Linked DNA regions of Mus musculus: regions 1, 2, 4, 5 and 6 are each linked to region 3. The links are chromatin contacts, called in public Hi-C, HiChIP or PLAC-seq and promoter capture Hi-C maps. All regions are on one chromosome and are shown on one strand. The core of a region is the stretch at or near the end of the contact, and the rest is flanking DNA. Distances in the headings are between cores, read along the strand shown. Region 1 has its middle 130 kb from the start of H2al2a. Region 2 has its middle 7.3 kb from the start of H2al2a. Region 3 holds the start of Spag6 (sperm associated antigen 6). Region 4 holds the start of Mllt10 (myeloid/lymphoid or mixed-lineage leukemia; translocated to, 10). Region 5 has its middle 63 kb from the start of H2al2a. Region 6 overlaps Armc3 (armadillo repeat containing 3).

Region 1 (4,435 bases), core at 1,122-3,621, 840 kb after region 3:
TTCCCCAGGAAGAGTTGAAGAAGGAGGAAGGCAGGGTGTTGATATAGTAGCAAGGGGAACACAGTAAGTGTCTGGCAGTGCAGAGAAGGGAATTCCTTAACTGTTTTACATAATCCTGTTTTCACAATAGCTTTGAGGTGGGATTTATGGGCCCCATTTTACTGAGAGGAAAGAGACTTTCCAGTGATTCTGTGATTTGAATGAAAATCCAACGTGGCTCCCTAGTGTTTTCCATTGCTCAGGTGATTAACTTCCCTTTCTGTAGGACTTAAGGAAACCTGGTACTTATAATTATTATTCTAGGCTCAAAGTACCCATGCAAAAATCCAAGGGACCCTATTCTTCCAACTCAGCGGCAGGAATTACTTCCTGAATCTGAGCACTGGTTGTTCCAGGTTGGAGACACTGGAAACATTGCTCTTTGGCAACGAGTGGAGGTTTCTTAGATTGAAAAAGCCTTTCAAATGGTGCCTTGTGCCCTGCTGCTAGGAGGGAAAGAAACTCAGGAGCCCTGCATGAGACTGGCAAGCAGCCCACAGCTAGAAATGGACATACCTGTGAGCTCAGGGTCTTCTTAACACCAATAGCTGACTGCACTGGAGCCCATGAAAGTCGGGATAACTGGATGCTCTGGAGTTGGGTTCCGAGCCTGGATGACTGGATGCCCCAGAGCTGGGTTCTAAGCTTGGGTGGAGGTGGCAGTTGTTAATGTGTACCTGCACAGGCCCATGGCTGATTTTGGAGAGATGTCTGGTTTGAACCCACTATCATTGTTCAATCACGTTTGGAGCTTTATATAGGAGGATTGTTGACCCAGGCACAATAGAGGAAGGTAACGTCACAGTGGCCATGAGGATGAAATCCAATTTTTGTTGTCCCTGGAAGAATTTCAGTTCTATATGGGGGTAATGAGGAAGACAGGTAAAAGGAGGTGCAGGGGCATCTGCCCTGGTGCTGGGTGTGTACTTGGACAGGGAGCAGAGTAGAAGATAAAAAGGGAGGGGTTGTCCTGAGCTCGACATCCCAAAACCCCACATCCAGGGTGGCTTTTGTTTGTTTTTAATATTTGAGACTGAAAATTTCAGGTTCTCAGTCCATCCTTTCAATATTCTTGGTTTTACTCACTTCCCCTCACTGAGTATGAACAGTTGATAAATTTGAAGTAAAGGATCATGGGACTGGCAAGAAGGCTCAGTAGGTAAGGACGCCTACTGCCAAAACTGATGACCGAGTTCAATCCACAGAGTGGAAGGAGAAAACTGACTCTCACAAGTCCTCTGACCTACACACACTAAGAAGAAAAGAATTATGAAACTGCTCTTCATGAAGTAGGTATTTGTGCCAGTGGATCTGTCTGAATCAGCCCTGTGTCGGGGAATAGAAGTGTTTGTCTATGAGTTTCATACCATTTGGTCTGAACAGAAAGCCTGTTTCAGAGAGGGAAGGATGGATCTGTGAAAATAAATGTCACATAGTTGTTTCAATTTCAGTAAATGATTACTTCTTTTCAAATACATAAGGCTGTGGTAGCTTTGTTTGTTTGTTTGTTTTGATTTTTAAAGTCAATATTTAGGGACTGGGGATATGTCTCAGTGGGTAAAATGCCTCCTGGGAAAGCAGGAGATCCTGAATTTAGATTCCCAGAACACAAGTAAAAAGTATAGCCCCAGCCCAGGGGCTAAGACAAGTTGGTCCCTGAAGCTCCCCAGTCTGTGGACAACTTGTGTCTGTCTGTCTGTCTGTCTGTCTGTCTCTCTCTCTCTCTCTCTCTCTCTCCTTTCTCAAGAGGTTTCTCTTTGTGACCCTGGCTGACCTGGAACTCACTCTGTAGACCATGCCCCCAAACTCAGAGATCTACCTGCCTCTGCCTCCTGGGTGCTGGGATCCACCACCACTGCCTGGCTGCCTCTTCTTAATTTTCAGTAGTTCCTTCTTTGACATTGCCCAACCTATTTTTCTTTCAGATCAAGTCAGGAGTAAATTGTGTTATCTGATCCCAAACTTCACTTCTTTCTCTTTGAACCCAGCTCTGGTATGTTCCCCATTCATCAGCCTGTGGCAAGCCTCCCTGATTTCTTGATTAACTTGGAGACAGACCAAGTGAACCTGCTTACCTCTTAAGTATCCTACTAAGGTTTTTGAAAACTGATCTGTGTGCACACTCAAATGGTGTTCTTGTAAAGATTCTGTCAGTCTATCCTGGTTTTTCTGAGACAGAGCTGTTTAGGAAGGCTCTGGGACATTCATCCATGGGTACTGACTGGCACATCATTAGCACCAAAGGAGGGCCCGATCCTAACCATAAACAGGAAAGCTCCTGCTATGGAACTCCTGAGCTTTATGGACACGCTGAGGGCGTGGTCAGCTGGGTGTCAGTCACCATTAATGGACCAATAGGAACCTTTCCTCTGCTTTCATCCTCACCCCAGGGGTATCTCCCCGCAGTGAAAACGTGCGAGTGAGGATAATAATTTCCTTCCTTTCTTTCATGTTTGCTTCGCCTGGCAAGCTCTCATTTAATAAAAGGCGAGATGGGCAAGTGTGGGGTATCTACCTTGTCTGAGTCAAAGCAGTTTTTGGATCATGCCAGACGTCCACAACAGGAAATTGAAAACCGATTCCCTTCCTCAACCAAGCAAGGCACCTCAGCCCGCATCCTTCTCTTTAAAGCTCAGACCCTTGAAACTGAAGATTTCAGGGTGTGTCTCTACAGCTGCTGCATCAAACAAAAGCAAACAGATTAAATTAATTTAGGTTTCCGAATTAGTCTCCCCCACCCCCCTTTTGATTCAGAAAACGCTTCAGACACCCCAACAAATCTCATCTGAATGCAAACTATGAAGACAAACCTCCTGGGTCAAAAAACAAACAAACAAACAAAAAAACCAAAAAACAAAACAAAAAACCAAAAAAAACCCCTCCCTTTTCTAAATGCTTTCTCAGCATCTTACAAGGGTTTTCTCCACTCTGTACATAGAAACTCAGGGGCTGAGTGCAAGGGGGGAAAAAAAAGAAAAAGAGGAACAATGTATTCATTACAGTCTGTTAAGTTGCCAGCACCAGGCAATTAAAAGGTATGCCTTGTGGAAACACTGCAAAACAGAACAGTTAGTCCTATTGTGCTCTCATTAACAAGATTGTTATTTTAGCTCTCCAGGTGGAAGCCGGAGAAGCAAAACATTCTTGGCTTGGAAGGCACTCCAGGAAACTCAGGACTTGTTGATAGCTGGAACTTGTGCAAAGACTCTTGTTTATACTATAAGTGTGCACATCTCTTCCGCTGTATAAATACAGTGCCGCATCCATTCTATTGGACTAGAGGAAGAAACCATTGAAAGTGACATCAAAGTCTTCCCAAAGCTAACGACTCTGATCCTATGGATTCTGTCAATGCTGCTACCCTGAAGTCATGGCTCCCTTGGGCAGGGGATTTGAATTTTTTTCTGTCAGCATACTATGTTGTGAATCGCATTGACAGTGCTGGGAAGGATGGCTGAGGCTCTGATATGCTCTCTGCTTGTGCCCTTTGCTGTCTGGCAATTGTTCTAAAATGACGGACCATGCCATTGCTGCTTGCCAAATGTGAGCATACTGTGGCAAAAAGGATTGTGGCTGTCTGCTAACTCCAGCTTTGCCTATGCGCATGGAAAACACAGCCAAAATTGTTAGTGATTCAAATTCTCTTACATTCCAAAGGAGAAACGAAGCAGCCTACTTTACAGACTTTACACTTCATGCCAGTAGCTTTAATTTTTTACAAGACAGAAACGTTCATGGTTCCTTTTAAGAATCACTTGAAAATACAACATGGAGTTACAGAGACAAAGTTTGGAGATAAGACGAAAGGATGAACCATCCAGAGACTACCCCACCCAGGGATCCATCCTCTAATCAGCCACCAAACCCAGACACAATTGCATATGCCAGCAAGATTTTGCTGAAAGGATCCTGATATAGCTGTCTCGTGTGAGGCTATGCCAGTGCCTGGCAAATACAGAAGTGGATGCTCACAGTCATGTATTGGATAGAACACAGGGCCCCCAGTGGAGGAGAAAGTACCCAAGGAGCTGAAGGGGTCTGCAACCCTATAGGTGGAATAACAATATGAACTAACCAGTATCCCCAGAGTTTGTGTCTCTAGCTGCATATGTAGCAGAAGATGGCCTAGCTGGCCATCATTGGGAAAAGAGGCCCCTTGGTCTTGCAAACTTTATATGCCCCAGTACAGGGGAACGCCAGGGCAGGAGAGTGGGTGGGTAGGACGGGGGGGGGGGGGGGTAGGGTATAGGGAACTTTCAGGATAGCATTTGAAATGTAAATAAAGAAAATATCTAATAATAATAAAAAATGCCATAAAAAAGAAAATATAACACATTGATCACTTTAAGTAAACAGGAGGGGAAGTACCATAAGGAGTTGGCACAATGGCTCTTTT
Region 2 (4,434 bases), core at 1,479-3,978, 710 kb after region 3:
CAAGCTGAGTAACATCTTCTTCTCTCCCTGCACAGGTTGTGCCAGAATGCAGAGGCTCAGGCTGACTGGGGAATTCCTTCAGAAGCATTTAGGGCTGGGGTTTGGAGCAGTCTGCAGTTGATTGAAAACCTGTTGGGACAAATATAGACTAGGGACAAAAGGTGAAGTTCAGGAGTCTGGGGAAAATCTTTATCTTGAGTGTACACTTGAAACTTCCATGCCCATAGTTCTGGTAGTTAGGTGGGAGAGTCCCATGACCAGGGGAGAGAGAGAGAGATCCCATCCTTAGAAATAGTAATAGACATGGAGCTCAGGCTAGTGATTGACAGAAGGACTTATCCGGAGTCCATTTGGCCTGTGAGAAGTGAATCAAAATTGATTCCCTGAAACTTACTTTGAAAAATTTAAGTTTATAAAAAGAGACAAAAGTTTTAGATATATTAGCATTACCACTGTCTGTAATCTATACTGAAATCCATATTGTAGAAAAGACTGGAGTCTCATGCTTTTTTCTATAGAAAAAGCTTGGGGATCCAAAAATGACTCTGGGTTAAAAGCATGAACATTTTCCCTATATATCCAGAGGGTTGGATATAAGGTTTAAATAAAGATATTTTTAAGTCTATACTTAAAAGACAACTGTGATAGTTTGAATAAGTTTGGCCCCCATAGCCTCATGTGTTTGGAAGCGTGGCCTATAGGAGGTGTGGCCTTGTTTGAGTTGATGTGGCCTTGTTGGAGGAAGTGTGTCACTGTGGGGGTGGCTTTGCAGTATCCTATGCTTAAGTTCTGCCCACCGTGGAATTCCAGTTCCTCCTTGATACCTTTGGATCAAGACTTGTAATACTCAGCTCCTCTCCAGCACCATGGCTGCCTGCACTCTGCCATGTTTCCCACCATGATGATAATGAATTAAACCTCTGTAACTGTAAGCCAGCTCCAGTGAAATGTTTTCCTTTGTTAGAGTTGCATTGGTCATGGTCTCTTCACAGCAGTAGAACCCTAACTAAGACAACAACCAATGGAAATTAACAATTTTGAGTTTAATGGCTATGATAATAATAGCAGTAGTGGCCCAGATTAATATCTTATCAGAACTTGGTTGAGAAGCATTAAAACTCCGAGCTTTTGAAAATTTAACATAACAATAGCATAGAGAGGGAAATTTTTTTGAAATATTGTTCTTTTCTTTTTTCTTTTTTCTTTTTTTCCGAGACAGGGTTTCTCTGTATAGCCCTGGCTGTCCTGGAACTCACTTTGTAGACCAGGCTGCCCTCGAACTCAGAAATCCACCTGTCTCTGCCTCCCAAGTGCTGGGATTAAAGGCGTGCACCACCACCACCCAGCTGAAATATTGTTCATTTTTATATACCTTAAACTACTTCCTTAGACATTTACAACTTGCATTTACACAGTCTTTGACCCTCAGAACTTAAACATTAAACCTTTTCATCCAATCATTTACCATGAGATAATCATGTACTACTGAAAGCAGTCATTGCAAAGCAAGTTCCTCTAAATAAAGGAATAGCAGTGAACTTATCTTTTTCAGTGTGAATCCTGTAAGGTTAGTATGCCATACTGACATGTTAGGTCTCAAGCTGGTGACAAATGCTTAACTGAGGGGTCTATTTAACTGGACCTGGTCTCCAAGTCCTCCCAGCATCCTCCGTCCCTACCTGTTATAGGGTATGATTGTATACCCAGCTCCCTGTCCTAAATTTCTTCAGCCCAAAGCCTGGGCTGCTCCTCCCCCAGTTGTCCTTCCCTGTATAATCCAGCCATTTTGGCTACCTGGCCCTTTGCCTACCTTTTACTCTCCTGGATCTCCCCTCTCCCAACCCCTCCTCACATGGATCATGTTCGTTTGGACTCTCCCAGATGCCCCTGTCTCTAGCTAAGCTCTCCCTTTTATCTACAATAAATGTCTTCCACCATACCTAGGAGTAGTCATGTCCTTCCTTTTTAATTTTTTTCATTTGGATTTATTGTTAGGGATCAGAACATTAGCCCCCACCCCCACCCCTTCACAAACAGGGCTTTTGGCATGTTGAATAGTTTAGATGAAGGAAAGGGTTCTGAACCAAGACTCTTGAACTGCTCATTTCCTCTTTTCATGGCTTCTTCCTCAAAGCAACCATAAAGTGTAGAAATATATTTCTCTCAGATTCCCCCTTTTTGTGTGGTGTGTGTGTGTGTGTGTGTGTGTGTGTGTGTGTGTGAGAGAGAGAGAGAGAGAGAGAGAGAGAGAGAGAGAGAGAGAGAGTCTCACTATGAAGCCTAGGTTAGGCTTGAACACCAGGTTGTCTTGCCTCACTTCAGCCTCCTAAATGCTTAAATGCTAGGAGTACAGGTCTGGGCTACCTTGTCTGGCTACCCTTCTCTTCCTGCAGAAGAGCTCACTGAACAGCAGTTTCCAGAAACACCTTGTCTGACCATTGATGGGTCTTAGGTTCAAAAAAAAAAAAAAAAAAAAAAGGAAACTGGATGAATGACCTTGCTTGAGTGTCCCCTTTCATTAGCTCACCCTCTTTCCACTCCCTTTCTGCGACTGATCAACCTTCATTGATATACGCATAACAATGAACAGACTTCCTGTAGAATGGGATTTTCCCAGGCCAGTGGGTGAAACTCTAGCCATCTTTTGTTATGGAGGGTTGGCGGTGACACTCCTAAGGATGCTTTTGTGGCCCTGGCTGCAGTCTTATGATGCTAAACTGAACCTATTGCTATGGATTTCAGAAAACTGGAAACTGCTGTGTATGGTGTGGTAGCCCTAGTATGTTGGGCCTGTACTCCTGAGGTGGGGCAAAAAGACCCCAAGTTTGAGGCCAGTCAAGGTTGAAGAATGAAACCATGTCTCAAACAAACAAACCAATCTCCCCATATCTCTGAATATTTAGATTTCTGCCATTCCGCTTTTGTATAATAGTAACAATTAAAGGACTTATGCATCTATGTATCTTTTTATTGATTACTCCAATGAAAGAATGATGTCATACTTAACATTTGCTTTGAATTTGAGTAGATGGTTGTTTTGCCTGGTGCCACAGACCTGCAATCCTAGCTCTTTGGAAAGATGGGGCAAAAAAATATCAAGTTCAAGGCCAGCCTAGTTAACTTAGCCAGACCTAGTCTCAAAATAAGTTAAATTTTTGGGGTTTTATGTTGGTGACAGAATGCTTTTTAAGTATCCCCTGCTGCCCTCCTCCACATATAAAGGAATAGAGTGGATAGTAGCAGTGAAATCTCATCAAAGTTCTTCCTGATTCTAAATTGGCATGTTGGATGAGGTGGAAAACTTTGAATGGATAGTACAATAAAGAATTTAAATAGTCACAAAAACACAAAACAAAAAGATGGGGCTCAGTAGCATAACACATGCCTCTGGGAGTTCCCAGCAATCAATCAATCAACCAATCAATCAAACAAACAAAGAAAATCTAAAAACATTACAGTTGGGATCATCAGAACTTAGGTGTGTTCTGAATTCATACTTCACCAATGTTTGATCATCTCAAAGAGATTTCTCTCTCTTCCCTAAGACTTTCTCTCAAACTCCTGGATGGAATTTGATGGGTTTGGATAGAGGATGCTACCAGATGATTGAAGAGAACAGGAAGTCTCTCCAATGTGGCAGGAAAGTGCTGACACCAGAAGTCTGGATATGCCTGGCTCAGGTTACACTCATTGAAAGCATTATTAGTCCCCACATCTTGTCCAGAGATCCTGGGCTCTAACTTCTTGGATGATGGACCATAACCTGTATGCCTTACCTCCTCAAGTTGCTTTTGGTCATAGATTTTAATCCCAGCAGCAGCAACAACAACCACAGCAAAAAGCAATCTAGAACAGTAATCAAATACAAATGGGTCTGAGGACATATCTCCATGGATTGCTTAGTATGCAGGAGTCTGAGCCAGCATCACATAGGCTGGGCATGATGGACTGAACTAGCCAAGGGTATATGAGACTGAGTCATCGGCAACTCTTCTCTTCTCTTCTCTTCTCTTCTCTTCTCTTCTCTTCTCTTCTCTTCTCTTCTCTTCTCTTCTCTTCTCTTCTCTTCTCTCTCTCTCTCTCTCTCTCTCTCTCTCTCTCTCTCTCTCTCTCTCTCTCTCTCTCTCTTTGAGACAGGGTTTCTCTGTGTAGCCCTGGCTGTCCTGGAACTCACTCTGTAGACCAGGCTGGCCTCGAACTCAGAAATCTGCCTCCCAACTGCTGGGATTAAAGGTGTGTGCCACCACTGTCTGGCTAGTTTTTTTTTTTTTTTTTTTTTTTCTGGCAACACTTTCAAACTGTATGTTACCTTTCAGCTATCTTTGAATTGCATGCTTTCCTGTTTCACAGGTTTTTTTTCTCAATCAGTGTTGACAATGTTCCTTAATTTTCAGTCAGTTCCTGTGAGCTATTTTTTTTTTTCCTCTGCAATTC
Region 3 (4,483 bases), core at 1,480-3,979:
TCATGATTTTAAACTACTGCTAGAATTATGAGATCTAGATAAGTATGTTAAAAATATGTTTCCCCAGAAAAGAAAAAAATCTTAATGTGCCATTAAGTGGATAATTTTGAAAGACTACTATATCTCCCTTGTATTCATTTCTTCACAAACCAGACTTACAGGCCTGAGCCACAAGCCTCCCATACTTTGACCATTTAGCCAGCTAGTTTATGTTAAATTCCCCATACACTTGGAGCATTATATCCTGTTCATATCCCTAGCTACTTGGTAGAATTGAGGCAGGAGGGACAGAGAGTTGAAGACCAACCTGGGCACCAAGGCTAAAACCTTGACTTAAAGATAAAAATAAAACAAAACAAAACTGACAATGTATTCTACCTTGTACTCTGATGGGAAGAGGCAACAAGTCATTAAAATTCCTAAAGATACTCTTTATCTTCAGTATTCTGTATATTTAATTTAATATTTCAGTATTATTCTAAAGTATTTCTTATTTAAAAAGTACTATTTTACTACATATACATAATCCAAGCAGTAATCCTTGTAAGTAGCAAGCACCTATTCACAGAGTACATTGAGAAGGACTGAGAAAAAAAATCAGTTTAAAAGTAACTGTGTCTTTAAAATGTAAAATTCCATAACAAAATTTTTATACGTAAGGAAAATTAATATGCATGAAACAATTACAGGACAAAATGAGTTCCGAAATGACAACATTTTAAAACAGATAACGGGGTTGTTCAGGGGTTGCACAGGTTAGAGACAGCAGCTGGAAGTGACCTTGATTTAGTAGCACTATACAAGGCAGTCGTGGTGGCTCTACTTGTCTGATGGCAAGCTTGATAACCTGGGTTCAACATCCAGGACCCAGGAGGTACAAGGAGAGAGCTGACTTCCAAATCTGTCCTTTTCTGTCTTGGCACCCAGCAAGCACATGCACGCTCATTTAAAATTTAAAGGAAAAATGCAAGAGATCGTTGTCATAAAGAATCTTGACTATGGCATAGGTTCTAGAGACAAAAGTTTATATAGCCTGAAACAAAACTGAAAAGATGGAAACTAGGATCAAAGAATTTCTGCCACAGTATCCTCCCTGGAATCTGTTCTAAAGTTTTAAAAGATGGCACTGGCAGAGCCCAAATTTACAATTATTGTAAATTTACATGTAATGTTTACACTTACTTAAATATTGAAAACATACTTTATTATAAATGGCTCCCCTTCACAACCAGAGATAACACCTAAGGGATAAACAGTAAAATTCAGTGAGGAAACAGAGAATCTGATCAAGAGAAGGTGTTTCCTCAAAGAAAGCCAGAAGTAAGCGCTGTCTAGGTGCTGTGACCATGGCAATGTGTTCTTAGTTTATTTTAATGATGTGTTCATTTAAACTAGTTTTAAATTAGATCTCATCCTGTAAACTGAGGTTTTCTTAAGACCTAGTAAGTGGCATCAAGCTTACAGTTCAGTCAGAGGCTTTTGTGGAAAGCTGTCTTCTGGGCGATGCTGGAGGCCCCTTCGTGTGTGTGTGTGTGTGTGTGTGTGTGTGTGTGTGTGTGTCCCTCTGCCTCTCTGTCTTTCAGCCTCAAATCATAAGGTGACTACAGACAAAGACATTTAGAGCAGAGGCTTATGAAGTACGGACCTTTTCCAGGATGTCTAAGTGACTAAGGTGATGGGGAAGGTATTTTCAGTGGTGTAGTCAATGGTAGATTACACTGGTTCCTGTTAGTAATGCTAAACTCATTGGTTCTCCAAACTAGATTTGGATGGAATCCTTTCTGTGGTCTGTGTTTGGTGCCCCATCAGTGTTGTCTCTTCAGAAACACACACACACTCACTAGTGGTGGTGGAACAAAGATGGATTTCACTAACTGTGACCTCTCCTCTTTCCCCTCCTTCCTTTCAGACTAAGGGGTGGGAAAAGGATGCCCTGTAAGATTCACAAAACCAGGTCCGTTTTGCCTGCTTCGAATGTCCTGGAAAAAATTTCAAGCATACTACTCTTACTCCATTAATGCCTAGAGGAGACCAGTGAAATCAGCCTGGGATTTCTTTGCTTCTAGGAAGTGAATGTGATCTAGGAGTGACAAGAGAGGGATAGACTAGGTCTGGTTAGGGTACGTTCCCATCCAGGAAAACGACTTCTGGCAGTTCATATGGCAGGCCGATTGCAACGAAGATGGAAATAATACCAGGCCTCCTCCACTGCCTCACCCACAAGATACCGCGGAGGGGAGGGAGTCCGGCGGAACTTGGCACCACTTTAGCCTACTTCCTCGGCTCCCCAAAAGCTGAGCTAATAAGGGAGCATAAAGACAATGTGGGCAGCTGGGAAAGAAAGAGGACCGGGGACCAAGGGAGGCTGGGGCGCTGGGTGGTGTGAGGATGAAGTGCGGGATGAAGGATGAGGCCAAGGCGATGAAGGAGGAAGATGGATTCGGGATGAGGTGTGGGACCAGGGTCCCATGAGCTGTGAAGGCTCACCCGCATTCTGCAGTGTCTCGATGTTCTGGGGTTTGGTCGCCTGCTCCGCCACCATCTGCACAAACCGGGTCCGGGCGTTCTGGTACAGCTCGAACACTGCAGAGAGAGGCGAAGTGGAGTAGCCCACCCTAGGAGCCAACCCGTCGGGGCGCCTTCCCAAGGCTCCTACCTTGCAGCACCTGCCGCTGGCTCATGGTGCCGCGGCGCGTGTCGGGTCCGCTCGCCGCGACCCCTCAACGTCCCTCGGGACTGCTCTGTGTACCCACACTCCTGGGCAACCAGTCGGAATCGGAACGCAGCCGTCCTGTCGCAACAGTTAAGTCCCAGGCATGACATCACAATGGTCGATGGAGTGGTGGAGGGACGACCTGATAAGCTGGGACTCCAGTGTTGCTCGAGACAGTCCGTCGGTTGTCACTTCCCTGTAGGCGGTGCACAGGGCGCCAGAGTCTCCCGGGAGGACTTGGTCTATGCCGACCCATCCACGAGGCAGGGTTTTCCCGACTGCAGCGCGACTGCAGCGCGAGCGGGCTAGGGGCTGGAGAGAAGGGGTGCGCTCGGGGACCAGGCGTCAGGCAGATAGACGCGTTGGCCCGGCGTGTCCCCGGATCAAAGCAACACTGGCAACACATTACTCCGTGTTGCTCTTAATGCCTCTCTTCCTTACCTGGCACTTCTGATTTCCGAATTCCTGGAGAGTCACAGCAATCGTGTCCATACACTGAATTACGATATATTAACAACAATTAAGGACACTTAGAGAGTCTGTGGAAAAGCAGAAAAGAAAATAATATGATAAATATCCATCTTGCAGGTTTTTCTAATGACTACCAAGTTTGCTGTCTCTATATTTCAATATGACTTCTAAAAAATAATTTCTTTTAAATTCGGGCCTTATTTTGTTGCTCGGTGACATTTCCAAAAGAGACATTTCTTTTTATCTGAAAAGACCAGCTCACATAAATGGAGCTCCGCAGCCTTTCTTTTTCATCAAATTTAAGCACTACAGTTTACCGTTAGTTCTAGCTCCTCTCTTAAAATTCTGCACCAAATGTTTCAGTGACAGGTGTCAATTTTAAATATTTCTCTCTCTGAAACTACCATTTCACCAGGTGTCAAATGGACAACTAGCCACAGCTGCTGCCTAATCGTGGCAGACCGGAAATCTTTGCTATCACCAAGAGGACGCACACACATCTCTGGTTTTCATACTTGGAATCTTCTACTACAGTCACTTTTAACTCCTGATAGGAGCTCTCTGAAGAAGCCTTGGTATTCCCTGGAGTCCTAGAAGGCTGGGACTAGTGTGTCTAGTCCTCTTCACACCCTGGGACAGCCTTTGGCTTCTGCAGGTCAGCAGTCAGAGACACATCCTTTTACTTAACTCTGTAAGTTTCACAGTGGTCTTCTACATTCTCCCCAACAGGACTCCCAGGTACAGATATAGAGGGAAACCCGGAGTGAATTATTAAAATTGCTAATGGAGTGTACTTAATTTATTTTCAGTTCCCTGTAGCATTTTGAAGACTTAAAAAAACAAAAACAAAAACAAAAACAAAACAAAAAACCCCTCACAACTTAAAGGTCCTGGTGCTTAGTTTCAGTCTTTAGACAATTCAAACTCCTAAATTGCTACACCCTCCATTTTTAGTAAGTGCTTTGCTCTTTATTTTCTATGTTCTATTTATTTTCTACTTTAAACTTGTTAGGAATTCAATAACCTCCATATGGGATGCTAGGTTTTAAAAGTCAAGTAGAAAAAATATTTAAAACTATAAAGTCTGTATTCATGAACAATGCCCATTAGTAGAATTTATTATCCTGTTGAAACACATTATAGGATGCCTATTTCATATCTGAACAAGCTAGATGGAGTAAAGAAGTTATCTTTGTTTTTATCAGTCCCCCCCCAAGGCCCTTTAAAGTTCAATGAAGAAATATAAGATAATGATCATAATGTACCCATAAGTGGAATTGTTGGTAATTTAAATATAAC
Region 4 (4,502 bases), core at 189-2,688, 630 kb after region 3:
TCTTTCGTCCTGAACCCCCAATCCCCTAACGACTTGAAAGGGACAGTCTTCAATAAGCAGAAAAACATGCTAAAGAGTTCCCCGTGGGGGAGTGGGAGGGAAGGGGCGATTAAGGGGGTACCCAAAACATTCACCCCATGAGAACATCTAAAAATAGACTCAACCTCCAAAGGCTCTTGGGGCACCACCAGCACTACTTCTTGGGGTCCATGACCAGGTCGGCTCAGCCCAGACACTCCCTCAGGGACACCTTCCAGTGTCTTCGCAGAAGCACCCAGTGGCCCCCAACAGCAGGGTCCATGCCAGAGAGCTCTGGGTGCAGCGGGCAGGGCCCACCTTCTCTCTCTCTCCCTCTACTCAGAGGCAGGTTGTCCCAGGCCACAGGAAGTCTCCTGACAACGCTGCGGCAGACCGGGAGCAGGCAGGGGAGGGGGAGGAGGCCTCCGGTTCCCAAAGCCACCACGCGCCGTCACCGTGACTCCAGCGCGGGTCTCGCGCTCCCACCCTACCCTGCGCAGGACGCGGCCCGACGCCGGCGGCCACCTAATGACACTTGAGTGAGCGCGGAGTCACGTGATAGCCCGGGCCACACGCACTTTCTCCCACAGGCCGGGGCACAGCCCGAGCCCGCGGCGACCACGCCGGGCTCCCGCGGGCTGCGCGCCGGGCGGGGCGGGGGGCGGGGCGAGGCGGCGGCGGGGGCGGAGCGGCGGCGGCGGCGGGCGGGCCGGGGGAGGGGCGGCGGTGGCAGTTGCCGCCGGGCGGGGGAGGGGAGCCGTGACGGTTGGGAGCGGGCCGGTTCGGCCCGGCGGGCGGTTGGGTGTTTACCTTGATGCACCGCGACGCTGCAGCCGTGCCCGTCGCAATAAACCAGCGGGTTCTCGGCCCAGCCTCTCTCGTCTGAGCAAACGCAACAGCCTCCAATCATTTCCTTCATACTATGGGAGACCTCGTCCTCCAGTGACACGGGCCGGTCGCTAGAGACCATCTAAGAGGGAGTTGGGGGGGACCATTAACAAACACAAGCAAGCCACCGAGAGCTCCCCACACGCAGCCCTTCGCGCCCGCCCTCCCGCCAGCCCGATCGACCGACCGACCCCGGCCCGGTCTCCGCCAGCCCGCCCGCCCTCCCTCCCGCCCGCTCGGCCGCTCGCTCACTCGGGCTTTGCCGCTCAGTCACTCACGTTCCGCACAGGAGTCAGGAGCCATGTCCTTGCTGACTCCCCCCACCTCCCCGCCACCGTCTCCTCCTCCTCCTCCTCCTCCGCGGCGTCCTCCCTCCCCACCTCCACCCGGCCGCTAACGCCGCCGCCCGAGGAGGGCACACATAATCAAGCAGGCCTCCGCACAGGCGCACTGGGGGGCTCCCGCTGGGCCCGGGGCGGCGAGGGAGGGGAAGGGGCTGCGCTTCCTCCTCCGAGCGTCACCCGGCGTACGCGTCGGCCCGCCCTGCGGCCGGCGTGAGGGAGGCGGCCCAGAGAGGCGAGGCCTGCGTGCGCGCCGCCGCGTCCCCTGGCCCCTGCCTACCTCCAGGCTTTCCCCTCCCCCGCACCGCTCGGCGGCGCCGAGGTGTGCGGAGGTGGGGGACGAGCGGAGTCGGCTGCTCAGCGCGGCCGGAGTGAGTCTACCGGAGGGCTCTGGGGCGCACGAGGGCCGGGACGTTGGGCGGCCGTCGCCTCGCGGGCCCCGGGCGCGCATGAGGAAGAGGCCGCGGCGGGGCGGGGTGCGGTGGGGGCCGGGGTCGCTGAGAGGCGCCCCCGGGGGCGTCTCGTGGCGCCGGGAACCTACCTGAAGGCCTGTGCCTCGAGAACTGGCCCGCGGGTAACAATGGTTGGGAGAGGGTGCCAGCTTCCATGAAGGGTGTAATGAAGCATGGCTTCCTGCAGTTGGCCGCGCTAACTTCACAGTACTGTCGCAGCTTCGCCACCCATTAAATTCACGTCCTGGATTCTTCCCAAAGTTCACCCAGTGGAAGTGTTACCAGATCTACCGCCCACTTACGCACCTTCTTGGCCCCCGTGGCAAATGAAAGTGCATCACAGACAGGCAAAAAGCCTGTGTTTGGGCTATATTCTGAGCGGGAGCCCCAAGACTGCATTATAGCTTGGTAGGTATACAAGTGGTTGGTCGCGTTAGCAACGTAATAGTCTGATCTGGAAAAATGCAGCTAAAGGAGGAAGGAACCCACGTTCTAGCCTGTCACCAAAGGTTAACAGCATTGAGAGTGTGGTGCCCAGTTTAGATTGAGGATTCCTCTAATCTTAGCTCGATTCTCCAAATTTACCTTTTCAAATGTGATGTCATTTAAATTGGAGAAATATGAGAGCTTCCTCCCAATACACAAATAAAATATAGATTAGATTAGACCAATGTTAGCAGATTAATTAGCTAGATATTGAGTAGTTTTTAAGCTACCAAAAAAATGTTTCCCTAATCCTTTCTCCATGTACACCCAATATTGATTTTAAGCAAAAAGTGTTCGTTCATTAAACTTTAGCATGAAATGGGAATTATGAATAGGCTATTTAAATGACAAACAGTTCCAAGGCAACTTCATGGTTTTTGGTTAATTACAAGTACAAAGGGCTTATTAGAAACTAACAATATAATATGGTCTGGAAAATACACTTACATGATGCTAAAACACCCCAAGTTCTAAGCACTCCACAGAAAATATATTAAGTTTTAAAATGTTCAAAAAGGGTAATGTGGCTGTTCTTTTCCTATTTCAAAATAATTGCTAAAGTTGTAAGAATAGTGATCGATACAGCACAATGTAAGCATCTGTGGTCAGATATATTCAAAAGCTATGTGAAATCCAAACTAATGGGGGATTTACCAAAGCTTGTGATAGGAAGACAATATGTCCAAAGGGACACAAAACTAAGGATTCTGTTTTAATATTAATACATTTAGAAATGGTGACTACAGATTAGTAAAATGACATTTTTAGGAGGATATGGTAATAAATTTCTGGACCTCTAATGATGCTCTTAACATAACTATGACTTGTACAAAGCTAGGGCAACTTTCAAACAGAAGTTTACTGTTTTAACTGTACCAAATATTTTACCTTTACCCTTATACAAAGGAAGTCAGTTCATTGTCTAAATCCTGTTTTGCCTCATAATATAGACTAATTTTGGTGCAAATCAATGTGGAACTTCCCAAACACTGAAGTCAAGCCTATGCACTAAATAATTTAAAAATACATTTCATTTTATTTTTAATACATTGGAGCTTAGTTCTTGAGATGGAACTAATTTGTATGAAAAAAAAGGGTAAGAATCTTACCTCATTCTGTAACACCTAATAAATGTAGGTAAACACTTGCTCTTTTCAAGACAAAAACAAAACTGTCATTTATATGAAGTTTTGACATTTACAAAAAAAAAAAAGGGAAAATGTGTTTAGAAAAAAACAGGAAAGATGCACAGTTTATGCCACGCTTATATATAAATAATAGTATCTGAAGCAGAAATTTTGTGAAAGCATACATGCATACAGGTTGACACACTGGAAGTCCAATTATTTTAAAACTGGTTTTTAACATTCTATACTAGAGAGACATGAAAATCAGGGAAAACACTGGGAAAAAACAGGGCATTTCATTTTTACTCAAGCATCAGACACTAAATGTGTTGCTGTGTGTACAATATTTGATATATTTCTATAATACATCGAGTGCAAAGGAAGAATCGTAGACAGAATAAAGCAGCTCAAATATGCAGTGAATTATTCACTCAGCAAATATTTACTGAACATTCATTGTGTACCAAAAACTCCTGGAATATAACAAAAAGAAAACTGTGTTGGTCCTTTACAAGATATGTAGTGTATCCTACTGCACACACATATAATAAAAACATTTAGCCACATATGTTAATCATCAGGTCTCAGAATGGGTAAAACTTATAATTGCTAAAGTTCAAGTACATTTTTAAAAAATAGTGATGCAAAAATTAAATTGCCATGTGACTGATAGTGTATCTTTCTAGAAAAGAACTTCAATATTAATGTTATCATTTAAATCCAGTTCCTTATTCCCCAAATATGCACATATATCTTATACCTGTAGGAAAGAATGAAAAGCCTATTGTGTGGAATATCCCTCACATAATAGTGTCTAACATGGTACTGGCTCATCTATTTTCTCTAAACTAATCATCTGAGCCAAACCACAAAAAACTCAAGTAAAGTATTTTATGATGTAACCTCTAACCCTACTATAATGGGAAAATGTATTTTCACTCCATGGTAATATATCTTCTTACAATTTTCTTTAGTCTTGAACCTGGACACAAACTTTTTAAATTTTCTTTTTAATAATCATTTACCTAAGTAGATTCTATGAAAGAAATATTTAAAGTTGTGTTTGGTGCCTTGGTTATCCTTATTCATATTTGTGTCCTTTTTAAACTACGGTTTTATCACCTTCTATTATAACTATTATTCTAAGATTGTTTTATAAGGCATAAAAACTAAGATATGTTTCTATATCA
Region 5 (4,737 bases), core at 1,955-4,454, 770 kb after region 3:
TCAGTCAGGGGGTCCCCGGTAAGGTAAGGCTCCGCAGAGTCTTACACAAGCTCTCCTAGCTCCTGTGCGTTTCCCAGGGTCCATTTCTCTTTCCAAGGCATCGTCTATGTTTTCTGCGTGCCTTTACCCCACACCTTCTAAGAGACCATCTGTGTTCCCAGAGCTGCTCTCCTGCCCTTTCTTCTCCCATTAAGATGGTGAATAACAGGTGGCCCAGTGGTTAAGAGCACTTTCTCCTCTTACATAAGAGCCTATTCCATTCCCAGCATCCCTGTGGTATATTACAAGGCTCTGTGATTCCAGGTCCAAAACATCTGATGCCCTCTTCTGGCCTCACCTGCACTCGTCACGCACATGGTGCACATATTCATACATGAGGGTCAAGTGCTCATATATATATGAAATAAAATAAATCTAAAGGAAAAGAATGATAAAGCCCAAGGGCTGGAGAGATGGCTCAGCGGTTAAGGGCACTGACTGCTCTTCCAAAGGTCATGAGTTCAAATCTCAGCAACCACATCCATCCGTAATGAGATCTGATGCCCTCTTCTGGTGTGTCTGAAGACAGCTACAGTGTACTTACATATAAATAAATCTTAAAAAAAAGCCCAAATTCCAGCTTCCTGCTGAGTCACACTTTTTAAAAACTTTCACTCATATTATGTAAATCAAATGCCTTTTATTATTTTAATTTGTGACCTCTTGAATATTGAAATTTTTTTAATTGATACAACTTGATGTAAAAAATAGGAGGTAGTATATACAGTAATAAATATTCAGACATAAAAACCTGGATATTTAGAAAAAATTTTTTTTTATTTTTTTTTTATTTTTTGGTTTTTCGAGACAGGGTTTCTCTGTGTAGCCCTGGCTGTCCTGGAACTCACTCTGTAGACCAGGCTGGCCTCGAACTCAGAAATCCACTTGCGTCTGCCTCCCAAGTGCTGGGATTAAAGGCGTGTGCCACCACGCCCGGCAGAAATTCTTGTACTGCTCTTTTTTGGGTAAATCACTCAGTCTGTCCAAACCCTCTTTACTTGTGCAACAGAGGTTTGCCCGCGCTCCCCCTGCCGAGGTCTTGCCATGTGCTGCTCCTGTCTGTGCTTTGATTCTGGAATTTGTTCATTTTCTGCATCTGTTGTGCAATTGGGTCATACAAGGCACACACAGGGTTAAGAATGGACACAGGAATGGTGCTCATGAACCACCCTGCTCTTTTGCTCATCGTGACACCGTAGCCTCCATAACAAATGGTTTTTAAAATGTCTTTTGATTTTGATGGTTATTGAATCACTTTGTATTAAATATAGGTCACTTGAGCCTCCATATAACTGATCAAATGGCATTAAAAGTTGTTTGATTAAGCCTGGCGGTGGTGGCGAATGCCTTTAATCTCAGCCCTTGGGAGGCAGAGGCAGGCAGATTTCTGAGTTCGAGGCCAGCCTGGTCTACAGAGTGAGTGCCAGGACAGCCAGGGCTACACAGAGAAACCCTGTCTTGAAAAACAAAAAAAACAAAACAAAACAAAAAAATCATTTGATCATCATTTGCTTTTTTATTCATTTAGCTTGAGACAGGTCCTCATAGTTCAGGGTGTCCTTGTCTCTTTAGTCCCCTTCGTGAGTGATGGGATTCCAGGCATATGGTACCACACAGGGCAGAAAGTTTACATTCTTTTCCACATCTGAAGGCCTTTAAGCACTCATACTTCAAAATAAAACAAAGCAAGCAAGCAAGCAAACAAACAAACAAACAAGAATGCCCCTCTTGGTTTATCTTCTTTATGCGGCTCCAAGTTTCATGAGCACAGGGTCTAGATATATGTGTATATTTCCCATAGAGTACAATATATGTATAATGATAAATGTTTCTTTAGTCCTTCCTCCCCTCACCCACAGGAGGTTCAGGTCTGTGATTGTGTGCTTGTACCCCTGGCTTTGTGCATGGTAGGCAGGCAAGTTCCCTACACCCCAGCTCTCTCTTGCTGTCTTCTGCCTTGCGTTTCATTTAGTAAATTCCTCAATTTCTTAGGTTTCAGTAGAGATCTGGGGGTGATTTCTCCTCTGCTCTCCCAGCTGGGGAAGCCTTGTTCTCCTTCCTAAGATAAAAATCTGCCCTTGAGAAGAAATCATTAGTAGGAACAGAAGTGGGACTCGGGAGTTCAGGCCAACAGCCACACACTTTTAATCTTACTTTTTGTGAATGTGAATTGTTGTGGGTCTCCAAAAGGACACTGACAAAGCCACAGCCACAGCAGTGGGAGCACGGTGGGCTCGGATCAGGAGTTAAGTGATGGAAAAGGGACAAAGGTTATCTAGCCTGCACCCCTTCTGGTGCAACCAAGGGGCTTCTGGGGGCTTTCTTCTTTTTATGTTTCAAAATGGGAACGGAATGAGAAAGCAGTGGACTTATAGGGCGAATTTGCATGAGAATAGGGGACTGGAGAGAAGGGTCCTGTCAGAGAAGTTGGTATGTTCTCTAAAGGCCACTGGGGTGTGTGAGAAGTGTTATGTAAAGCAGAAACAGGAATACAAAGAGAGACCACCAAAATAATTGTCCCCAGACTATATCCTCCCTCCCCGCCCCCTCCCTCCAGAAAATGACAGATTGCTCCTTAGCAGTTGGTAGCCTGAAAAGCCTTTGATTTAACCCACCTTCTTTTCCTTCTAGAGCACGAACTGGAAAGTATTTCTAAGTCATTGTGACCCAGGGCTTATTAAGAGAGTGGTCTGTGGCGCGAAGGACACTGTTTACCCTGCTTACACAGGCAAGCACTGGGCCCTGGACTCTCATGGTTAGAGCTGGCTCTTCTCTGAACACAGCTTTAAGAACACCTTCAGGCTTTCATTAGCTTGGAACTGCATAGCGATAAAAACGGTGTTAATTAAGAATGACAAAACGCAGGCGTGGAAAGAGACCTAGATCGGATTTTTGCTGAGCTGAATGTGAACGCTACTTTATACAGAAGGAGTCCGAATCCCTTCCAGTATGGTTCCGCTCTGAACTTATTGTTCGTCTCTGTTGGGGACTGAGCGAAACCTTTAGCCGTGTGTGCCTAGGGGAAGGGTCTCCGCAGTGCGCCTACTCTCCTCCTTTGTCAGGCCCGTCTTGTGTTTTATCTGCTGACCTTTCAGAGTGTCCCATGTCACCCTTATCCTGCACATGTCTGCACTGCTATGTCGCTTCTGCTTATCGGGGGCCCTTTCTTTTCTCTGCTGCTAATTGAACAGCCCATGCGCAAGCAGGCTCTGTGGAGAGCTCGAGTATCATAGTCCTAGCGCAGTGACTCAAGAATGTTAGGCCCGCCTGTCTCAATGCATGCAGCTAAGTGCCTGGTGAGGGCTGACTCTCAGCAAACCATATTCTGAGCTACGCCACTCTAGATCTTTTGTTTTGTGTTTTCAGACAGAGTCTCACCATGTAGCCTTAATGACCTCAAACCCACCGTGTAAACCAGGCTAGCTTGAACTCACAGAGATCCACCTGCCTCTACTTTCCCAGTACTGAGAGTGAAGGCATGTGCCACCATGCCTGGTGCCACTTTGGACTTTAAACCGAGAGTTCCAAGGACAGGGCTTTTCCTCTTCACCTTCAAGACTGAAACTTCCAGAAGATATTACGACAATGTGAATTTATTTTCCACTATTTAGCTATCTCACCAACTAGGGAAATTGATGCGTATGGCAAGAAGGAAGATGCCAGTGAACCCAAAGCAAACATTGTCCTAGAAGACTTCCTGACTCTGAGTCTGACATCTCCTCTAACACTGCCCCTACTCAGTCATGCTTACTTCCCACGAAAGGGGAACACCGGCTTCTAACTTCCTCATCCAGTGCAAATCGTGGACCTGTGCCCTTTACTTCTCTTTCAACTACATTGACTTGCTGTTGGAACCTTCAGGGTGCAGGGGTGGGGTGGGGTGGGGAGTTCCCTTGGGCTCTACACTGCTGCAGATCAGGGAGAGCTTCTCCTTGGATATTTCCACTTTCAAACAGGAGACCTCTGAGTATCCTACAACTCCTTCAGCCACCAAGAAGGACAGGCAACTTTGGGACAAACTCCTGTATTAACTTACATGGCCATTTGAATGTGCTTGGTCCAGAGAGTGGCACTATTTAGAGGTATGGCCTTATTGGAGGTAGTGTGTCACTGAGGGAGTGGATTTTAAGACCCTGGTCATAGCTGCCTAGAAGCCAGTCTTCAGATGAATGTAGAACTCTCAGCTCCTCCTGCAGCATGCCTGCCTGGCGGCTGCTATGCTCCCACCTTTGAAGATAATGGACTGAACCTCTGAACCTGTAAGCCAGCCCCAATTAAATGTTGTCCTTATAAGAGCTGCCTTGGCCATGGTGTCTGTTAACAGCAGATACCTAAGACAACTTATGTCTGGTGTCATTCTCTCTCCCTGTTGCAGCTAACGTTTTTGGAGAACCAACCAGGATCTTCTGAGCCACCTAACTCATTCTTTTAGGCCCCTAAAGTAAAGGTGGCTCATTATAATATTAAAATGAGCATGGATGGCCAGAAAGAAGAGTTTGTGGTTGCTCTTTCAGCCTTTTGACCTTGGGTTGACCCTGCTCCAAATTGTGTCTGCCACTTTTCCTTCTTGAACTAAGCATGCTCAGGAAAGTATCCTCTCCAGAAAGTATTTTTCTAGATTGCTATAGAGGGGCTTCCCAGCAAACTCTCCACGATCGTGGAGCAGGTGGGTCTGGTGCCGTCCTTACAGCCACAAAT
Region 6 (4,456 bases), core at 1,848-4,347, 600 kb before region 3:
TAAAAAAAAATAAGTATACCTGCAGGAAAAAAATCAGCATGCTTATTGTACTGAGACAATCACAGACACATATACACACTGGAATCCTGGTGATTTGATTCAACACAATAAAGAAAATGAATGCTAAGATACCAGTGGACATAACATAGGCCAAATGAATATAAATGTAGTTTTAAATTTTTTTTTTTTAAAGATTTATTTATTTATTTATTATATGTAAGTACACTGTAGCTGTCTTCAGATGCACCAGAAGAGGGCATCAGATCTCTGTTACAGGTGGTTGTGAGCCACCATGTGGTTGCTGGGATTTGAACTTCGGACCTTTGGAAGAGTAGTCGGGTGCTCTTACCCCCTGAGCCATCTCACCAGCCCATAGTTTTAAATTTTTATCTTAGTCTTGAACAGTGGGGGGAGTATTTTAGTCTGAAAGTTGAGGCATTTACTAACTGGTGAGCTTTCTTCTTTCTATTCTTGTGAGAGAAGGTCTCAGCACGTGGCCAAGGCTGGCCTAGCCCTTGTGAGGCTTCTCCAGCCTGACCAGTGTACAGTGCACTGGAGTAGCCCACTGTAAATTTCATGACTTTTTTTCTTTTAGAATTTATCTTTTGGATTAAGAATGATATGGCATTATATAACACTGACATCAAAGGAGAGTAGAAGAGGAGGAGGAAGAAAAATGTACTTCAAGGGTAGCAGGTGTGTGGGAGAGAGAAATTGTGATACTTTGTTTTGTATCCCCACCCCCAAAATACTATCTCCTATGATAATGTCAACAAACATCTCTAAAATTTCTGTATAACTAAGAACATATGGTGGGGAGAAAAATTGAAAAGTTAAAGGAAAGATTGGTCTTTGGCTATACTGTGAAGAATAATGCCTTAAAAACCCTAAATGGGGGGTTTTGGGGGGGGGTGCTCAGATGTAGGGAGAACAGGGAGAGAGAAGGAAGATGGTGGGAGTGGGAGGGACGGGCAATCTCTCTCACCTGCCAGAGAGACCTAGGATAGGAAGAGGCCCCACAGGGTCTATGGAAGTGACTTTAGCTGAGATTCCTATCAGTGGGGGATATGGATCCTGAAGTGATCACTTCCTGTAGCCAGGCAGGACTCTCAGTGGAGAGATTAGGACAGCTACTCACCCACAAAACCTTTGACTCAAAATGTGTCCTGCCTACAAGATGTGCAGGGACAAAGATAGAGCAGAGACTGAGGGAATGGTCAACCAATGACTGCCCCAAATTGAAACCCATTCCATGGGCAGGAATCAATCCTTGACACTACTAAGGATATTCTGTTATGCTGGCCAACAGGAACCTAGCATATCTGTCCTCTGAGAGGCTCCACCCAGCAGTCAATGGAAAGAGATGCAGAGACACCCGAACCTTAGACGGAGCTTGGAAGATCTTACTAAGAGCTGGGAGAAGAATTAAGGGACCCAAGAAGACAGGGACTCCATAGAAAGACCAACAGAGTCAACTAACCTGGACCTTTGGGGACTCCCAGAGACTTTATCACCAACCAAAGGGCGAGTCTGGGCTGGACCTAGGTTCCCTGCACTTGTGTAGCAGATGAGCAGCTTGGTCTTCATTCGAGTCCCCTAACTAGAGCAGGGGCTGTCCCTGAACCTGTTGCTGGCCTACCCGCCTGCCTGTGGATACCTGGCCCCTAAAAGCACCTTCTTGCCTGGCCTCAGTGGGAGAGGATGCACCTAGTCCTACTCCCGCCCAACTTGATGTGGGGGGTGGGATGTGACACCCAGAGGGGGCTCCCACTTCTCAAAAGTGAAGTGGAATGGGGTAGGATTGTGTGAGAGAGTACTGGGAGGAGAGGAAGGGCTGTTATTGGGTTGTAAAGTGAATAAATAAAAATTTAAAAACACACAAGAAGAAAACAAAACAGTGCAACTAAACCAAAACAAAGGACGATGAGGAAGGGAGGTGGAGGCGAGCAGTCACCCCACCTGTAGTGACAGCCCATCCCGCAGCTGGACAGACCTCTGCCATTGTCTTGCTCCTTATTATTGTTTAAATGTAAGCTGATTCAGAAGTGATGTGTGGAGCCTCCGCTAGAACACAGTGTTGAGAAGTACTGCACAAGTGTTTACAAGACTCTCCAGTCAGAGCCATCAAGCCTCAAGGACACAGGAAATCCTTCTAGAGCCAACCGCACTGAATCTCCCCCAGTCCTGTCTGACAGAAGTCGGGGATCTGTCAGCTGAGAGGCTTACAGTTGTCACTTCCGGGTTTGAGGACAGCTACTCGACTCCCACCTGCAGTTGACTGAGCCCCCACTGTGGCTGGTGCTAAAGCCAGCAGTTCACCTGCTGGGTTGTGCCAATCATGGAGCCCGTCCCCATTTTCAGTCCTGCTCCCTTAGAGACCTGCTCAGGGCCTCAGCCTCTGTTTATGGAAGGAGCCCAGTGAAGAAGAGCAACTTCTGAGGCTTACACAGGGCTTGTTCTGTCCAGCAGCAAGCTCTCAGAGTGCCCACAGCCCACTCCCGAGAAATAGCAAATGAACCAGCGGACACCCATTAGAAAAGGAAATGTGTATTAAAACAAAACAAAACACAAACAAACAGCAGGGGGGTTAGAGAGAACTCACAATAGGATGCCTTTAAATGCTGAGTACCTCATACACTTAAGGAACAATTTGGTTTTTAAACATAGATTCATTCACTCACTACCTCTCTAAGATCATACCAAAGATGTGTCTTAACAGCTTAGCTAAAAAAAAAAAAAAAAAAAAAAAAAAAGCAAAAGCAAAAACCAGGTGTTTGTCTCTAAGCGATTTCAACTCTGACTCACACAAAAAAGAAGAGCACCCGTGTGTGAGTCATTGTGCTTCTGCGGGAAGGCAGAGCACGGGCGCTGTAAACCATTGCAGCTTCTTTTGTTGGTTTTATTTTAAAGTAACTTTAAAGAAAAGCAAACCACTGTAAGTTTTTTTTTTTAAAAATCTGAAATTAAAATAGATATACAGAGAGAGAAGGAGAGGGAGAGGGGAGAGACTCACTTGGCAAGGACCTCAATCTGCTCCTTAAGGTTGACAATGGGCAGTATCGACTTGGTCACCTCCAGCACATACACACAGAACTCAGGGTCAGGAGGAGGGTTCCACTCTTTCTCAGGGCTGCCTTCCGTGAACTTGGGCAGTGCCAGGATCTCTTCTTCCTCTTTCACTTTCTCTTCTTCTTTTTTCCCTTTCCCTTTCCTTTGAAAGTAAGCAATAATAAAACCCCATATCCTGTCGAAATGTCCAAATACTAACTATGCTCTGAGTCAATCTGAGAAGCCTCAGGGAAATAAGGAAAGGGTAATCGGGGAGGGAAATTAGTTAAAACAAAATACAATGTGTGTATGTATGTATGTATGTATATATGCAAATGCTATGACAAAGCTCATTATTTTGCATCTATATTAAAAGTTAATTTAAATTAAAAATATAGAGACAATTCAAATGTCCTTTGATAAGAGATGGGTATATAGTGTTAAGACCATACAATAAAATACTGGTTAAGAGTAAAAAGGGATAGGCTACCAATGCACAGAACAATTTGGAAGCATCTCAAAGGCATTATGCTGGCTGGAAAACATCAGTATCAGATGTAACACACGAATGATCCCATCAAAGTCATTCTTGGCTGGACCTGGTAGTCCATGCTTTTAATGCCAGCACTCAGGAGGCAAAGATAGGCAGATTACTGTGGATTCAAGGTCAGCCTGGTCTACAAGTGAGTTCGAGGCTAACTAGGGCTACATAGTAAGACCTTGGAAAGGCAAAAATAACAGAAAAACCACCACCAGGTCTCGTTCTTTTTTCCAGAGAAAAGAATGAGTTGCAGTATCAGGGCAGGACTCTGGGTTGGCTGAGCTTTTTTCTATTCTGACTGTGGTGTCAATGGCTGCACAAATTCCCTCTTTAAAATTCTGTAGCATTTTAAACAGAAAGACATTTTGTGGCATGTTAATTTAAAACTTTGTTGCTTGTATCGTTTTCTTTTTCTTTTTTCTTTTTTCTTTTATTTTTTTTTAAATTTTCCTCTGTGTAGCCCAGGCCATCCTGGAACTCACTATTCACTCCAAGCAAGCCATGAACTCAGAAATCTGCCTGCCCCTGCCCCTGCCTCTGCCTCCTAAATGCTGGGATTAAAGGTGTGCACCACCACTGCCCGGCTAATTAAAGACTTCAATTGCTCTGGGCACTCTGCTTACATCTGCGTGAGTAGTTATTCACGTTTACACCAATTATCCCTAGCATGGGAGGTGGAAAAGCTTGCTCTTCATACACTTCCATTGGCTAACACTAGGCACTAGCTGCTGAATTCCTTGAATCCATTTTCTGTTGGGTACCCTTCCTGCAAATAGCTTGTCCTAAACCTTTGACCCACCTCCAGCCCCGTATGTTATAATTACTTTCAGTATCTCCTGCTAATAGATAATGTCTTCTCTGTCCCTG

The links. Promoter capture Hi-C pulls out the DNA fragments that hold promoters and counts their contacts. A called contact is a pair of places that touch in the nucleus more often than the background predicts. HiChIP or PLAC-seq counts read pairs in DNA pulled down with a chosen protein or histone mark.
Region 1: an H3K4me3 HiChIP or PLAC-seq map of embryonic limb bud shows a contact between it and region 3, with 4 times the contacts expected there. The contact joins the enhancer-like site here to the promoter of Spag6 in region 3. A contact is called at or near these places in 7 of 39 promoter capture datasets (embryonic stem cells, frontonasal cranial neural crest, hippocampal neurons and 2 more), 7 of 115 datasets of contacts at active chromatin or transcription factors (bone marrow-derived macrophages, craniofacial prominence, embryonic limb bud and 3 more) and 2 of 9 other capture datasets (adipose tissue and embryonic stem cells).
Region 2: a contact with region 3 is called in a promoter capture Hi-C map of embryonic stem cells, with 2.6 times the contacts expected there. The contact joins the enhancer-like site here to the promoter of Spag6 in region 3. A contact is called at or near these places in 2 of 39 promoter capture datasets (embryonic stem cells and liver), 1 of 115 datasets of contacts at active chromatin or transcription factors (embryonic stem cells) and 2 of 9 other capture datasets (adipose tissue and embryonic stem cells).
Region 4: a contact with region 3 is called in an H3K4me3 HiChIP or PLAC-seq map of embryonic forebrain, with 5 times the contacts expected there. The contact joins the promoter of Mllt10 here to the promoter of Spag6 in region 3. A contact is called at or near these places in 12 of 39 promoter capture datasets (the C10 cell line, HPC-7-derived erythroid cells, cranial neural crest and 9 more), 15 of 484 Hi-C or Micro-C datasets (B cells, the G1E-ER4 cell line, bone marrow-derived macrophages and 9 more), 27 of 115 datasets of contacts at active chromatin or transcription factors (the 230-238 cell line, the NIH/3T3 cell line, the SCID.adh cell line and 23 more) and 4 of 9 other capture datasets (adipose tissue, embryonic stem cells, liver and 1 more).
Region 5: a contact with region 3 is called in a promoter capture Hi-C map of embryonic stem cells, with 2.4 times the contacts expected there. The contact joins the enhancer-like site here to the promoter of Spag6 in region 3. A contact is called at or near these places in 3 of 39 promoter capture datasets (embryonic stem cells, hippocampal neurons and stem cell-derived epiblast-like cells), 1 of 484 Hi-C or Micro-C datasets (embryonic stem cells), 5 of 115 datasets of contacts at active chromatin or transcription factors (bone marrow-derived macrophages, embryonic forebrain and embryonic stem cells) and 2 of 9 other capture datasets (adipose tissue and embryonic stem cells).
Region 6: a Hi-C map of bone marrow-derived macrophages shows a contact between it and region 3, with 14 read pairs. The contact joins the enhancer-like site here to the promoter of Spag6 in region 3. A contact is called at or near these places in 1 of 39 promoter capture datasets (embryonic stem cells), 1 of 484 Hi-C or Micro-C datasets (bone marrow-derived macrophages), 13 of 115 datasets of contacts at active chromatin or transcription factors (bone marrow-derived macrophages, craniofacial prominence, double positive thymocytes and 10 more) and 2 of 9 other capture datasets (embryonic stem cells and liver).

What each region holds. Positions count from the first base shown.
Region 1 is chr2:17,859,952-17,864,386 of GRCm38.p6, reverse strand. No RefSeq gene overlaps it. Among named protein-coding and RNA genes, the nearest start is that of H2al2a, 130 kb to the left of the region's middle. Within about 2 kb of position 2,371, at least 33 of the 459 cell types and tissues checked have an H3K27ac peak or open chromatin away from gene starts, as enhancers often do. A contact at or near this core is called in craniofacial prominence and embryonic limb bud, where this site is marked.
Region 2 is chr2:17,987,450-17,991,883 of GRCm38.p6, reverse strand. No RefSeq gene overlaps it. Among named protein-coding and RNA genes, the nearest start is that of H2al2a, 7.3 kb to the left of the region's middle. Within about 2 kb of position 2,728, at least 8 of the 459 cell types and tissues checked have an H3K27ac peak or open chromatin away from gene starts, as enhancers often do. A contact at or near this core is called in embryonic stem cells, where this site is marked.
Region 3 is chr2:18,697,268-18,701,750 of GRCm38.p6, reverse strand. It overlaps Spag6 (sperm associated antigen 6), which reads right to left and starts at 2,729. Exons shown (of 11, transcript NM_001001334.2): 1 at 2,657-2,729; 2 at 2,488-2,583. The coding sequence starts at 2,681.
Region 4 is chr2:18,061,521-18,066,022 of GRCm38.p6, reverse strand. It overlaps Mllt10 (myeloid/lymphoid or mixed-lineage leukemia; translocated to, 10), which reads right to left and starts at 1,438. Exons shown (of 23, transcript NM_001252560.1): 1 at 1,159-1,438; 2 at 829-988. The coding sequence starts at 988.
Region 5 is chr2:17,931,153-17,935,889 of GRCm38.p6, reverse strand. No RefSeq gene overlaps it. Among named protein-coding and RNA genes, the nearest start is that of H2al2a, 63 kb to the left of the region's middle. Within about 2 kb of position 3,204, at least 54 of the 459 cell types and tissues checked have an H3K27ac peak or open chromatin away from gene starts, as enhancers often do. A contact at or near this core is called in embryonic forebrain and embryonic stem cells, where this site is marked.
Region 6 is chr2:19,299,227-19,303,682 of GRCm38.p6, reverse strand. It overlaps Armc3 (armadillo repeat containing 3), which reads right to left. Exons shown (of 20, transcript NM_001081083.2): 18 at 3,014-3,211. Among named protein-coding and RNA genes, the nearest start is that of 4930447M23Rik, 43 kb to the left of the region's middle. Within about 2 kb of position 3,097, at least 126 of the 459 cell types and tissues checked have an H3K27ac peak or open chromatin away from gene starts, as enhancers often do. A contact at or near this core is called in bone marrow-derived macrophages and double positive thymocytes, where this site is marked.